Linked DNA regions of Mus musculus: all the other regions are linked to region 3. Evidence: chromatin contacts called from public promoter capture Hi-C data. All regions are on one chromosome and are shown on one strand. Each heading gives the region's core, a stretch centred on a gene start, on an enhancer-like site or on the middle of the called end of the contact. The rest is flanking DNA. Distances are from core to core; before and after follow the strand shown. Region 1 holds the start of B4galnt1 (beta-1,4-N-acetyl-galactosaminyl transferase 1). Region 2 holds the start of Prim1 (DNA primase, p49 subunit). Region 3 holds the start of Lrp1 (low density lipoprotein receptor-related protein 1).

What was found. Promoter capture Hi-C pulls out the DNA fragments that hold promoters and counts their contacts.
Region 1: a contact with region 3 is called in a promoter capture Hi-C map of embryonic stem cells, with 12 read pairs. The contact joins the promoter of B4galnt1 here to the promoter of Lrp1 in region 3. A contact is called at or near these places in 3 of 39 promoter capture datasets (embryonic stem cells, pre-B cells and stem cell-derived epiblast-like cells), 2 of 484 Hi-C or Micro-C datasets (both in embryonic stem cells) and 1 of 115 datasets of contacts at active chromatin or transcription factors (pancreatic cancer cells).
Region 2: a promoter capture Hi-C map of neural stem cells shows a contact between it and region 3. The contact joins the promoter of Prim1 here to the promoter of Lrp1 in region 3. A contact is called at or near these places in 13 of 39 promoter capture datasets (the 3T3-L1 cell line, the C10 cell line, cranial neural crest and 9 more), 1 of 15 datasets of contacts at CTCF or cohesin (the NIH/3T3 cell line), 46 of 484 Hi-C or Micro-C datasets (B cells, the Ba/F3 cell line, CD4 T cells and 28 more), 14 of 115 datasets of contacts at active chromatin or transcription factors (the 230-238 cell line, astrocytes, craniofacial prominence and 9 more) and 3 of 9 other capture datasets (adipose tissue, liver and pancreatic islet).

The regions. Positions count from the first base shown.
Region 1 is chr10:127,163,194-127,166,864 of GRCm38.p6, forward strand. It overlaps B4galnt1 (beta-1,4-N-acetyl-galactosaminyl transferase 1), which reads left to right and starts at 1,963. Exons shown (of 11, transcript NM_008080.5): 1 at 1,963-2,326; 2 at 2,811-3,029; 3 at 3,525-3,671. The coding sequence starts at 2,812. It overlaps Gm51819 (a long non-coding RNA gene), which reads left to right. Exons shown (of 3, transcript XR_003949045.1): 3 at 472-490.
Region 2 is chr10:128,013,804-128,017,526 of GRCm38.p6, forward strand. It overlaps Prim1 (DNA primase, p49 subunit), which reads left to right and starts at 1,412. Exons shown (of 13, transcript NM_008921.2): 1 at 1,412-1,548; 2 at 2,161-2,318. The coding sequence starts at 1,446.
Region 3 is chr10:127,619,620-127,623,053 of GRCm38.p6, forward strand. Lrp1 (low density lipoprotein receptor-related protein 1) reads right to left here and starts at 1,529. Exons shown (of 89, transcript NM_008512.2): 1 at 999-1,529. The coding sequence starts at 1,068.

The DNA.
Region 1 (3,671 bases), core at 713-3,212, 460 kb before region 3:
TCCAACAGTGACATCACCTGGAGACCAGGTGCTCAAATATCTCAGCCAATTGAGGAGCCTCTTCATCCAAACCACCACATCCTAACACACGGACACATGTACGCACATGTATGAAGAACATATGTGTGTGTGTGTGTGTGCTTCACAAGATATTTCCATGCGTAGGGAAACAATATATGAAAAATCTCAAAATACCATTCTCTCAATGAGGTTAATCTTCAACACTTGTGCGTGTGTCTGCATGTGTGTGCTGTGTGTGTGAGAGAGAGAGAGAGAGAAGAGAGAGAGAGGGGGAGAGAGAGAGAGAGAGAGAGCCTGAGGAGACCAGAAGAGGGCACAAAGTCTCCTAGTGCGCAGTTATGAGCCACTCAACATGGGTGCTTCGAATCAAACTTGGGTCCTCTAGAAGAGGGAGAAAAGCTCTTAACCACTAAGCCATATCCCCCAACCCAACTGTTGGCTTTCTGACAGGGTCTCACTTACTTAGACCAGACCAAACCTGCTAACTCCTCAGCTCCTGACTCCACGGTGTTAAGAAAGGCATGCGCCACGTCGGTTTTGATTCTACCAGTCAAGAATAAGATGACTGCCACAATTTTTGAACAAAATTTGAAGCAAGCTTTAATACTAGCCAGGATGATGGACTCTGGCCAGTCCACTCCAGGGTTCCTAGAAAATGGCCACCAGCTACAATGGCCAGGTGATTATAAAGGGCTAACTCACAGGCTATGCCTTGGTCAGATGGAAGCAAGCATACATCCTGACATACTTCCTCCTACCTACCTCTCAACTCCCTGTGATCCCCTAGAAAAGTGAACGCATGTGGCTTGCTATCTGATACGGGTAACAGCTTCCAGAGAATCGTGGCGTATCTGTCCTCGGGCAGGGAGTTGACCGGTTACAAAGATCATTTTGATTCACGGAGTTCTTGGGCACAGTAATAAAAACCTAACTTTGCATTCTACACCCGATGTCTATCAAGTGTTTTGTAAATAAATTTATTCCTATTTACAATAATATTCTATCTACATGTGGGTCTGTGAAGGGGTATCCAGACGCCCGGGAACTGGAATTATTGTTGTAAGCTGCCATGTGGGTGCTGGGAATTGAACCCAGGTCCTTTGGAAGACCAGCCAGTGCTCTTAACTGCTGAGCCATCTCTCCAGTAAGTGTTTTATATAGACAGGTTTACTAATATTTCCCTTCGCCTCTTGCTTAGGGGATCTCTTCCGACTGTAAAGGAAAAAAAGCCCTTGATTTATTTTAAAGGTTTTGTAATTCTACTTTTAGCATTTGATCTGAAACTTCTGGTTTAAGGGTGGGTTTTCCCTCTTCTCCCCAACACACACACACAGTTCATTCAATATTGCTTATCTACAGCCCCAACCCCCAGACACATTTTTCATTATGTTTTACCTATTTTTCTATTCAATTTTGATCCTTCTGAGAACCACAGGACTTTGTTTCTGGTCAGTGTCGGGAATCAAGCCACCTATGGCCTACTTCACTGTCCATCTGGCCACTTTCTGCGGTTCCTCTTCAAGTCTGTACCAAGAAGCAGTTAGGGGAAGTAGGCCGGCCATTGAGTAACGGCTTGCCTCGGTTGATGGCTGGAATTCGGAGCCAAGAGGTCAGAGAGAGGCCGCTGTCTTTGTTGCTCGTGAGGCAGTGTTCACCTCCAGGGCTGGCTGGTTTTATTTATTTCATCTTCCCCATCCAAGTGTTCCTTGAAATGAGGTTAGACCGCATACTGAACCCAATCGCCCTTCCTGGGGCTACACTGTGAACGAGTGGGGAAATGGCGGGGACCGGGAACTGGCATCTTAGACACCGCGGTTTGGGGACGAAGGGATGTGAAAAGGGGGGACCTTCCCGGGAGGGCTCATCGCCTAAGCAATCTTCTCCGCGTCCGCCAGACGGCGCCGCGGAGCTCGCCATCCCCGCTCAGAGCCCGAGCCTGTGCCGCAGCCAGCCCGGGAGCGGCGCTGCGCTGCGGTGTGAGAGCCGGGCGGAGGCCTGAGCCCTCGGCTGCCTGGGAGCGCGACGCGGTGCCAGGGCTTCCCCGCTTTGTCGCTGGGGCTGGGGCGCGGCGGATTTACGATCCAGTTCACCCCGGCAGGAAACGTTCAGAACCACCCCCGCGCTGCGGTCTACAAAGCCCCGGAGTCCGCAGGCGGGAGGAGTCGGATCCCCGACACTGTCGGGCTCCCTCCCGCCCAGCTCCCGCATCAGGCCGTCGCCGGCCTCATGAGGACCCCCCGGCCGGGGCGGAGAACCGGGCACTGCCCGGACCGCGATCCTGCCGCGGCCTTAGAACGTTAGACAGGTCAGTGCGCTGGCACGCCCGGCGGCCGAGGTGTGGGCAGGAGCGGCGTCCTCCTGGCCTCGCGCATCGTGCCCGTGGCTCAACGAGGCCACCCGAGGGTCACCGAGGCCGGGCACCCGCGAGCGCGGGCGCGACACCGTGCCTTCCCTGACCCGCCAGGTGCAGTACAGCCGCCCCTCCGCAGCACCCTGGCCCGGCTGCTGCCCGTGGGGTGGGGGTGGGGTCCCCGAGGGCTGCGCACCCAAGATACTGCATGTCACCACGGCAAGCCTTGGGTGTATGCGGAAGCCCAGAGGCGAGAGAGAGGCGGAAGAAAGGAGGCCGGGAGACCTTTGGCGTGAGCATGAGGGAAGGGGTGCGCGCCGTGCGGAGCGGAGATGGCTGGCCTTGGGTACCTGCGCGAGCCTCGGAGGCGGCGGGGTCCAGAGTCCCGGCCCTCACGTTCTCTGAGAGCCTGGTCACCTCTCACCCTCCCCCATATCAGGATGCGGCTAGACCGCCGGGCCCTCTATGCGCTAGTCTTGCTGCTCGCCTGCGCCTCGCTGGGTCTCCTGTACTCCAGCACCCGAAACGCGCCAAGTCTCCCGAACCCTCTGGCATTGTGGTCGCCCCCACAAGGTCCCCCGAGACTCGATCTGCTAGACCTTGCCCCTGAGCCTCGCTACGCACACATCCCGGTCAGGATCAAGGAGCAAGTGGTGGGGTGAGTGCGGACCGCGGCGTGGCGGCGGCGACAGCGCAGAACATGCTGGAGGGGGTGGCCGGGGAGCTTTTGTTTCCTCCAGTGCTAGACTCGGACGCTGCTTACTGCTGACTGGTTGGGTGCAGTTATCAGGGAGGTGGAGAGGGCTACCGAAGCTTGAACTGGGGGGGAGACAGGGGCGCGGCAAATCTATCCTCCTCAACCTTGTCGCCGCCACTGGAGTGTGGGAGGATGTACAGGCAAAAGAGCACCCGGAGACTGCCTGCTGTCTTGATTTAGACTTGAGATTCCAGAAGGGTTCCTGGATGGCGGCTACGTAGACATCCTAGTAATTGGCCCTAGTTCGCACCTCTGTAACGCACAGATTTAAGGGATAAGCTGTCTCTCACCTGTGGGCAGAGTTGAGGGATCAAAGTGTGCAGCGCTGTGCGTTTTGTGAGATAAATGGAGCTTAGGTACCTACCTGGACTCTGAAGCCGCTTCTCCTCCCTTTAGGCTGCTGGCTCAGAACAACTGCAGTTGTGAATCCAAGGGAGGAAGCCTTCCCTTGCCCTTTCTGAGACAGGTTCGGGCGGTTGACCTCACTAAAGCCTTTGACGCTGAGGAGCTGAGGGCTGTTTCTGTCGCCAGGGAGCAGGAATA
Region 2 (3,723 bases), core at 162-2,661, 390 kb after region 3:
CCTATGAACTTGCAAACCCCTTTAGCTCCCTCAGTCCTTCCCCTAACTCCCCCATTGGGGTCCTCATGCTTTAGTCCGATGGTTGGCTTCAAGTATCTGCCTCTGTATTTGTTAGGCTCTGGCAGAACCTCTCAGGAGACAGCTGTATCAGGCTCCTGTCAGCAAGCACTTCTTGGCATCACCAATAGTGTCTGGGGAAGACTCTGCCTTTTAAAAATGCATATTTAAAAGAGTAAAATGCAAAAATGTCAATGCAAAATTAAACAAACACGACAAAAGAACTCTGACCTATTCTTGCAACCATTGTTCAAAAGAAAATAAGTTATGTCTTGTTTTTTATTGTTTTGTTTTGTTTCTTGAGGCGGGGTCACAGAACTCACTCTATAGAACAGGCCTCAAAAGCATAGATACACCTGCCTCTGCCTCTGGAGCGCTGGAATTTAAAGTCCTGCATAGCCACTGCCCAGCTAAAAACTAAGTTCTTAAGTGTAATTTTACCAAATGGTGCAAGAAATAAACCTCTGTCTGACAGTTTTGCAGAAAATCAAACTGTTCTCCCCAGTGATGGTCTGGTTCAGATAACAACCCCGGAAACAACTGGTCCAAAACATCAATTCACTACTAGTCAACAACTTCACTAATTTTCTTCCAATTTTGTTCCAACAAGAGAAAGTAAAACATGTCTCCCCACTTCCAGTTAGATTACGAACAGACTCCAATCAGAACCACTAGGCGACGGCTCTTTTCCCTGAGCACCCCCAACCCCGTCCCTTTTTATTATTTATTTTCTCTGAAATTCCCACATTCCTGTGAGCCTTTGCATCTGTACTTATGTACCAAAGGTGTAAAATGGTGGTTGGCTCACTTGCCATGGAAAACTCAGACCAAACAGCCGTTGATTTTTCTCATGCGGTCTTCATTTCGAATACTGAATATAGTAACTCTATGACAATTTTTCAAAATCTCTTTATGAGATATTGGTAATATCTCTAAAATATTCATCTTTTGCAAAGGACTTGTTAAAATCTTACTATTGGCCGGGCGGTGGTGGCACACGCCTTTAATTGCACTTGGGAGGCAGAGGCAGGCAGATTTCTGAGTTCAAAGCCAGCCTGGTCTACAAAGTGAATTCCAGGACTATACAGAGAAACCCTGTCTCGGGGGGAAAAAAAGAATCTTGTTATTACTAATCAAAATCAATATGCTAAAGGTCTCTCCTTTTCGGGGACAATCCTGTTGTTAAATGGATAGGTTTTCAGAGCCCGGAAGATGCAGATGGACTCTAAAAGGAGCAGTAGGAGTCGTCTACACCTGCGAGATCTGCAAGAACTACAATTCCCAGCAGTCCCTCCGGCGGCGCAGGTCCATGCGCGCGCAGGGATGGAGGCCTGTCTTGTTCCCGCCAATTCTCGTGTCAGTCCTGTCCGGGTCTAGTTCTTTACTTCATGGAGCCATTTGATCCTGCGGAGCTGCCGGAGCTACTCAAGCTTTATTACCGAAGGCTCTTTCCCTACGCCCAGTACTATCGCTGGCTCAACTATGGCGGAGGTGATGGAGGCTGGGACGGGATGGGTAGCGGGGCTGGGAGCCGTGTGTGAGAATACTTTGGGCGGGATGTCCTAGGAAGAAGAGAGGCACCTTCTTCACCAATGACAGGCAGCGTCCTTGGAATATTTACAGCTCCTGTTTATTGCTCCCTAGCAAATGTGAAATTGTATGCCCCTTCAGATTACAGGCTATCTAGAACAGAGCTGGGCACAGAGCACTCGTTAAAAATATTCCAGAGAGCCTAGTAGCTCATACCTATAATCCTTACATTCTGGAGATTGGGGCATGTGGATTTTCATGAGTTCAAGGCGAGCCAGGGCTACATAGTAAGCTCTAGAGCAACCTATTCTACACAATAAAACCCTGTCGTTTAAAAACTTATGTCAGGCTGGGCGTGGTGGCACACGCAGAGGCAGGCGGATTTCTGAATTCGAGGTCAGCCTGGTCTACAGAGTGAGTTCCAGGACAGCCAGGGCAACACAGAGAAACCCTGTCTCGAAAAACCAAAAAAAAAAAAAAAACAAAAAAAAAACGAACATATGTCTTCCCATTAGTTAAGGTTTTAGTTAAGGTTACATTATGCCCTAAACTGGAGTTAAAATTATTTTGCAGTGACAAAGAATTACTTTCAACACCGTGAATTTTCATTCACACTGAAAGATGATATTTACATTCGCTACCAGTCCTTCAACAACCAGAGTGAACTGGAGAAGGAGATGCAGAAAATGAATCCATATAAGATTGATATAGGCGCAGTATATTCTCACAGAGTAAGGAATCTTTTTTTTCTTTTGTATTTTGTTTGTATCTTTTTTGTGTGTTTATTTTATAAGCCAGAGTGAGTTCTTGCCCCCAAGTTTTGAAGGTAATGTTTTAGAGTGTATTATTGTTGATGAAACGCACCTTTTTTTCAAATTAATTTTAACACTCTATAGACTGAAAATCACTTGGCTGAAAATACCTTGCCTTCTTCCTAGGTTTAGAAGAAAAGGTGAGCATTGGGCTGGAGTGTAGCTCAATTGATAAGAGTGCTTGCCTGGCATGCATGAACGGTTGGATTCCATTCCTAAGAACACATAAACCAGGTGTAATGGGCATTGTCTCTAATCCCAGCATAAAGGAGGGAGAGGCCAGTTTGAAATACATGAGACCATGTCTTTTTTTTTTTTTAAGATTTATTTATTGTTATATGTAAGTACACTGTTGCTGTCTTCAGACACACCAGAAGAGGGCATCAGATCTCATTACAGGTGGTTGTGAGCCACCATGTGGTTGTTGGGAATTGAACTCAGGACCTCTGGAAGAGCAGTCAGTGCTCTTAACCATTGAGCCATCTCTCCAGCCCCAGTACGTGCCTTTTATTGCCTGTTCTGATAGGTATTGATGGACCCTTACAATACCCCTGGTCTTCAGTTGTGAGGGGAGCTATGATTTTCCTGAATAACCTGTGCTTTTTTTTTTTTTAATATGATATTTCTGAGGCTTTCAATGATTTATCATTAAACTCTCTTTGCAATCTTAACCCGCTCACACTTGCACACAATCCCATTTTAATCTTCCTGCTCTGCCTCCCGAGTTGCTGGAACTGTAGGTGTGTACCAAAGCACTCACCAACGGGTGTGATGTTTCACTGAGAAGTGACTTGGCTGAGCCATATTCTCAGAGACTCTTTGAGCTAAGTTCGCCTAGGTCTTTGTCAGGATAAAATCTCCACTAACATAGGAACTTTTGTTTAGTCACTGATCTATCCCTAGAGCCTAGAACGATGCCCACATATGCTCAGATTCTTCTGAAAGGAATCTAGTCTCCTGCCTAGGTTATCAGTGAAAGCCAACAGATGTGAGGAGAAAGTCCTGAGTCTCTGGATAAAGAGATGGCTCCACAGGAAAAGCATTCGGTTTGGACCTGAGTTCAAACCTCCAGCATCCACATAAAAGCTGGTTACATCTACGCTCGCACCTATAATGTGTGTGCGGGACAGAGGCAGGAGACACTGGGGCTTGCTGGTAATCAAGGGCAGCTTGGGCTACATGAAACCCTGTCTCAAAAACAACAGAGACTCATTTGAGGAGATATCTTTTAATATGTTGAAGGGATCTAAAATAATTATGTATGTGTTACTTGTGTGTACTGTAACAAGGAAAGACTTGTAAAATACTCTGTAATAGGAATTAT
Region 3 (3,434 bases), core at 279-2,778:
CGAGGGGCATGCAATTCCCCCAAAACAACACAGCAGCCCAAACCTAACTAATATACAAAGTGTATGTATGAAGTGAGACAGGGCTGGGCTTTACACATTTACTAAATGAGCAGGATTGGGGGCATGGTCATAACCCCCATCCCAACCTCCAACTCTCCTTCCAACCCAAACTGTGATCAAGCCTGAAATCGGGGAGACAGAGCTTCCTCTGAACCCCTCCCCAGCGTTCCAGACCATTCTCCAGTCTCTTCCAGAATGATGACATCTGACGTTTTTCCTCTCATCTTAAAGCTCCCAGGAATTAAGAAGGGAAAGCCAGCCATAAGCGTCACCAGACCCCTCCATCCCTCAACCGGGCTCCTGACTGAGGCCCTCAGCGGGGAGCTGCTCACTTCGGAACCCAGGCAGGCAGCCCAGGATTCTGGACCCGGGCCTCCATGCCTGGGATGCAGGGCTCATTCCACACCCAAACAGGGGGCCCTGCCTATCCCCACCCACAGCTTTCTCGGCCTGCCTGCCCTTTGGCCAGCAGGGCACCCCTAGCCGGCTTTGCCTTCCAGCCTTCAGAGTCCACTGCAAAAGGCCCTCCGCCCCCTTTTGCAGCGGTACACAGCAAATCCGGATTCCTTCACAATTCAGATGGGGGTGGGGGGGCGGGAGGGTGGAGGATGTAGGGGAGGCAGAGGCCCTCCCGTACCAGAGATAGGAAGAGAAGGCCTCTTAATCCCAAGATCAGAAAAAGGGGGAGCCCTCTTTTCCTACCCAGGCCTCTGGTCTTTGTCTGAGCTGGGGGGCCCTGGAAGCATCATTTGTCCCAGGCTCCCATCCCCCAAATCAGACCCCATCCCCGCCCCCAGTCAGGCCTCTGCTGTGTCAGCTGGACTGGGATAACAAAAGGCACCCCCTCCCGCGTCTCCCTTCCCCATCCAGACGCAGGAGTGGGGGTTGGGGAGGGGGAGCCCCCAGGGGTCCATGGGGGCCGCCGGAATCTCACTCACCATCCATAGTGGCCCCGGAGACCAGAGCTGAAAGCAGCGGCAGCAGCAGCAGCAACGGCGGGGTCAGCATGGTGTGGGCCGATGCAAACAGCAGCCCCCACCCTCTGGTCCTGTTACTTCTTGTCCTCGCCCCCCCCAATTGGGGGGTCCCCCTTTATCTTCCTCTCCCCGACTCTTCTATTCTTATCCTTTCCTTAAGCAAAGCGAACCAGGGGCATAGGTGAAATGGTACAGTTCCGAGCCCCCTGGGAAGGGCCTGCTGACGCGGGTGCGCCCCCTGCCCCCAAATTCGAACCCTTCACCCCTGCTTTACTCCTCGCTCCTCTCCCCCTCCCAGGGCGAAGCTCACAGCCCCATCTCGGAGCCGCCTCTGGCTGCAAAAATGCACAATTGGGAGGAGGCGGGGTGGGGGGTGGGGGGCGTGGACCCGATGGGGGTGCCTTGGTAGGGGCCTGATGGAGCACTAGGGGCTCCCCCGTTTCCGCCTCCTCAGTGCACTGGCCTGGAGCTCGCACCGCTGCTCCCCTGACTGAAGTGCCGCGGGGGGGGGGGGTGGGGGGGAGGAGGGAGGGGGGTGTTCAGAGGGGAGAGGGAGGGGACAGGGAGAGGAGGGAAGGAGGGAAGGGGCGGGGAAAGAAAAAAAGAGGTGGGGGGGGGGGGAGAAAGAGCTACGCGGCAATCCTGACAGTGCGCATGCGCTGATTTGGCGCGCTGCCCTGGGGAGGGGGAGTCGGAGGCGCTACAAGCTTTGGAGTTCTGGGAAGCGGTCCGAGAGTGGGAGTCCCCGGGCACCCTGTCCTCTAACTGCGTCTACCTCATCCCAGCGCTCCCTAGAGCCGGTAGAGCCAAGGGTGGGAATGGGGTAAGGGGCAAGGAGAGCTGCGCTCTAGTGCCTCTTTAAAACTCTATGTCACACCCCAGGATTTCAGATCCCCTCAGTGGGGTCCCGAGCCGCTGTCTAGGCGGAGGCCTGATTTCCTTGGGGAAACCCAGACAGTGCCTCCCTAGCCTAGGGTGGGGGCAGGGGTGGCCGGTCCGCCGGGAAGGTGCGGGAAAGGCTGAGCTTTGATTTGGAGACTTTGTAAGAACCGGTCTGGGATTGGGGCCTGCGTCCTCAGGAGGCGGAGTGAAGGAGTGGCCACATGGACCCGCCCCCACCTCGCTCCAGGGCTCAGAGTAAACAGGGACACCCGCGGGGACACGCTGCAGCTTGTCGGCCCGCCTTGGGCTCAGGGATGGAGCCCACCTTAGTACCCGCCCAGCCCTGCTCGCCTGGCACGGGGCGCAGGAGAGGCAGGCTCTGGTTTGGAGAGAGGTGACTCACCAGAGGGTGGGGTTGGGGTAGAGCCATCCCCTTTCGCCCTGAGAGGTCAGGCTCGATTTTTTTTTTGTTTGTTTGTTTTGTTTTTGATACCTTCTGACTGGCCTCCCACCAAGTCAGGGTTTCAGATGCCAAACTACAGGGAGTTGGAATGAAGGACTCCAGAGCTCCGCTACCAGACACCAGTCCTAGGGGGCTGTGTGCTGAGTGCCGGACCTTTGTCCCCAGTCTCAGTCGGTTTGGGAACGGTACTCTGGAGTCCAGAAAGCATCGGGCGGTTCCTAGGGCCGGCGAACGTGCTTCCGGCCACTGCCCTCTTGTGGGCGACGTTTGAAGACTGTAACCCTTAGTGTCTGACTTTCTCTGTGACCTGAAGTGAAAGTTCTGGAAAGCTCAGCAGGCGACATCCCTGGCTAGAGATGAACTTTAAAGACCAGGGACCAGTACACTAACTCCACAGGAGTGACCCCCACACACACTCCAGCCTGTCACTGGCAGAAAATAGACTTGTCCATTAATGACTGAGAGCCTTTCTTCAATGAGAGCTTATGCGGCTCACGGACAGGCTAACTGTATAGTCTCCCAGGCTGGACTCTCAGGATCCATCTTTCCTCCGTCCAGTTTCCAGCCTGTGCTCAAGTAGAGGCCTGATGTCTTTCTTCCTTTTGAAATATACTGAAGGTTTCCTCCTCCTCCTCTTCCTTCTCCTCCTCCTCTTCTTCTTCCTCTTCTTCCTCCTCCTCCTGTTCCTCCTCCTCCTGTTCCTCCTCCTCCTCCTTTTTTTTTTTTTTTTTTTTTTTCTAGCACAGGGTTTCTCTCAGCAGGGGTGGTCTGTTATTCTTTTATCCAGCTTCCATGGCCTAATACAGTGCCAGGCCCAGGCATGGAGTCACTAAATATTTTTAGTGGATGCTCACAGGCTTCTGCTAGGTCTCCACCCAATATTGTGGTCCAAGCAAAATCTGGTTGAAACTGACCTCAGGCAACGTTGACAGGGAAAAAAAAAAAGATATCAATAGCTACCATGCAGCTTGTAGCCTGAGAAGGCTAAGAGCCTGCCGCTTGGCTTACACAGATGAATCTTCTTCCTGACCTTCTCACCTCGCGTCTCTTCC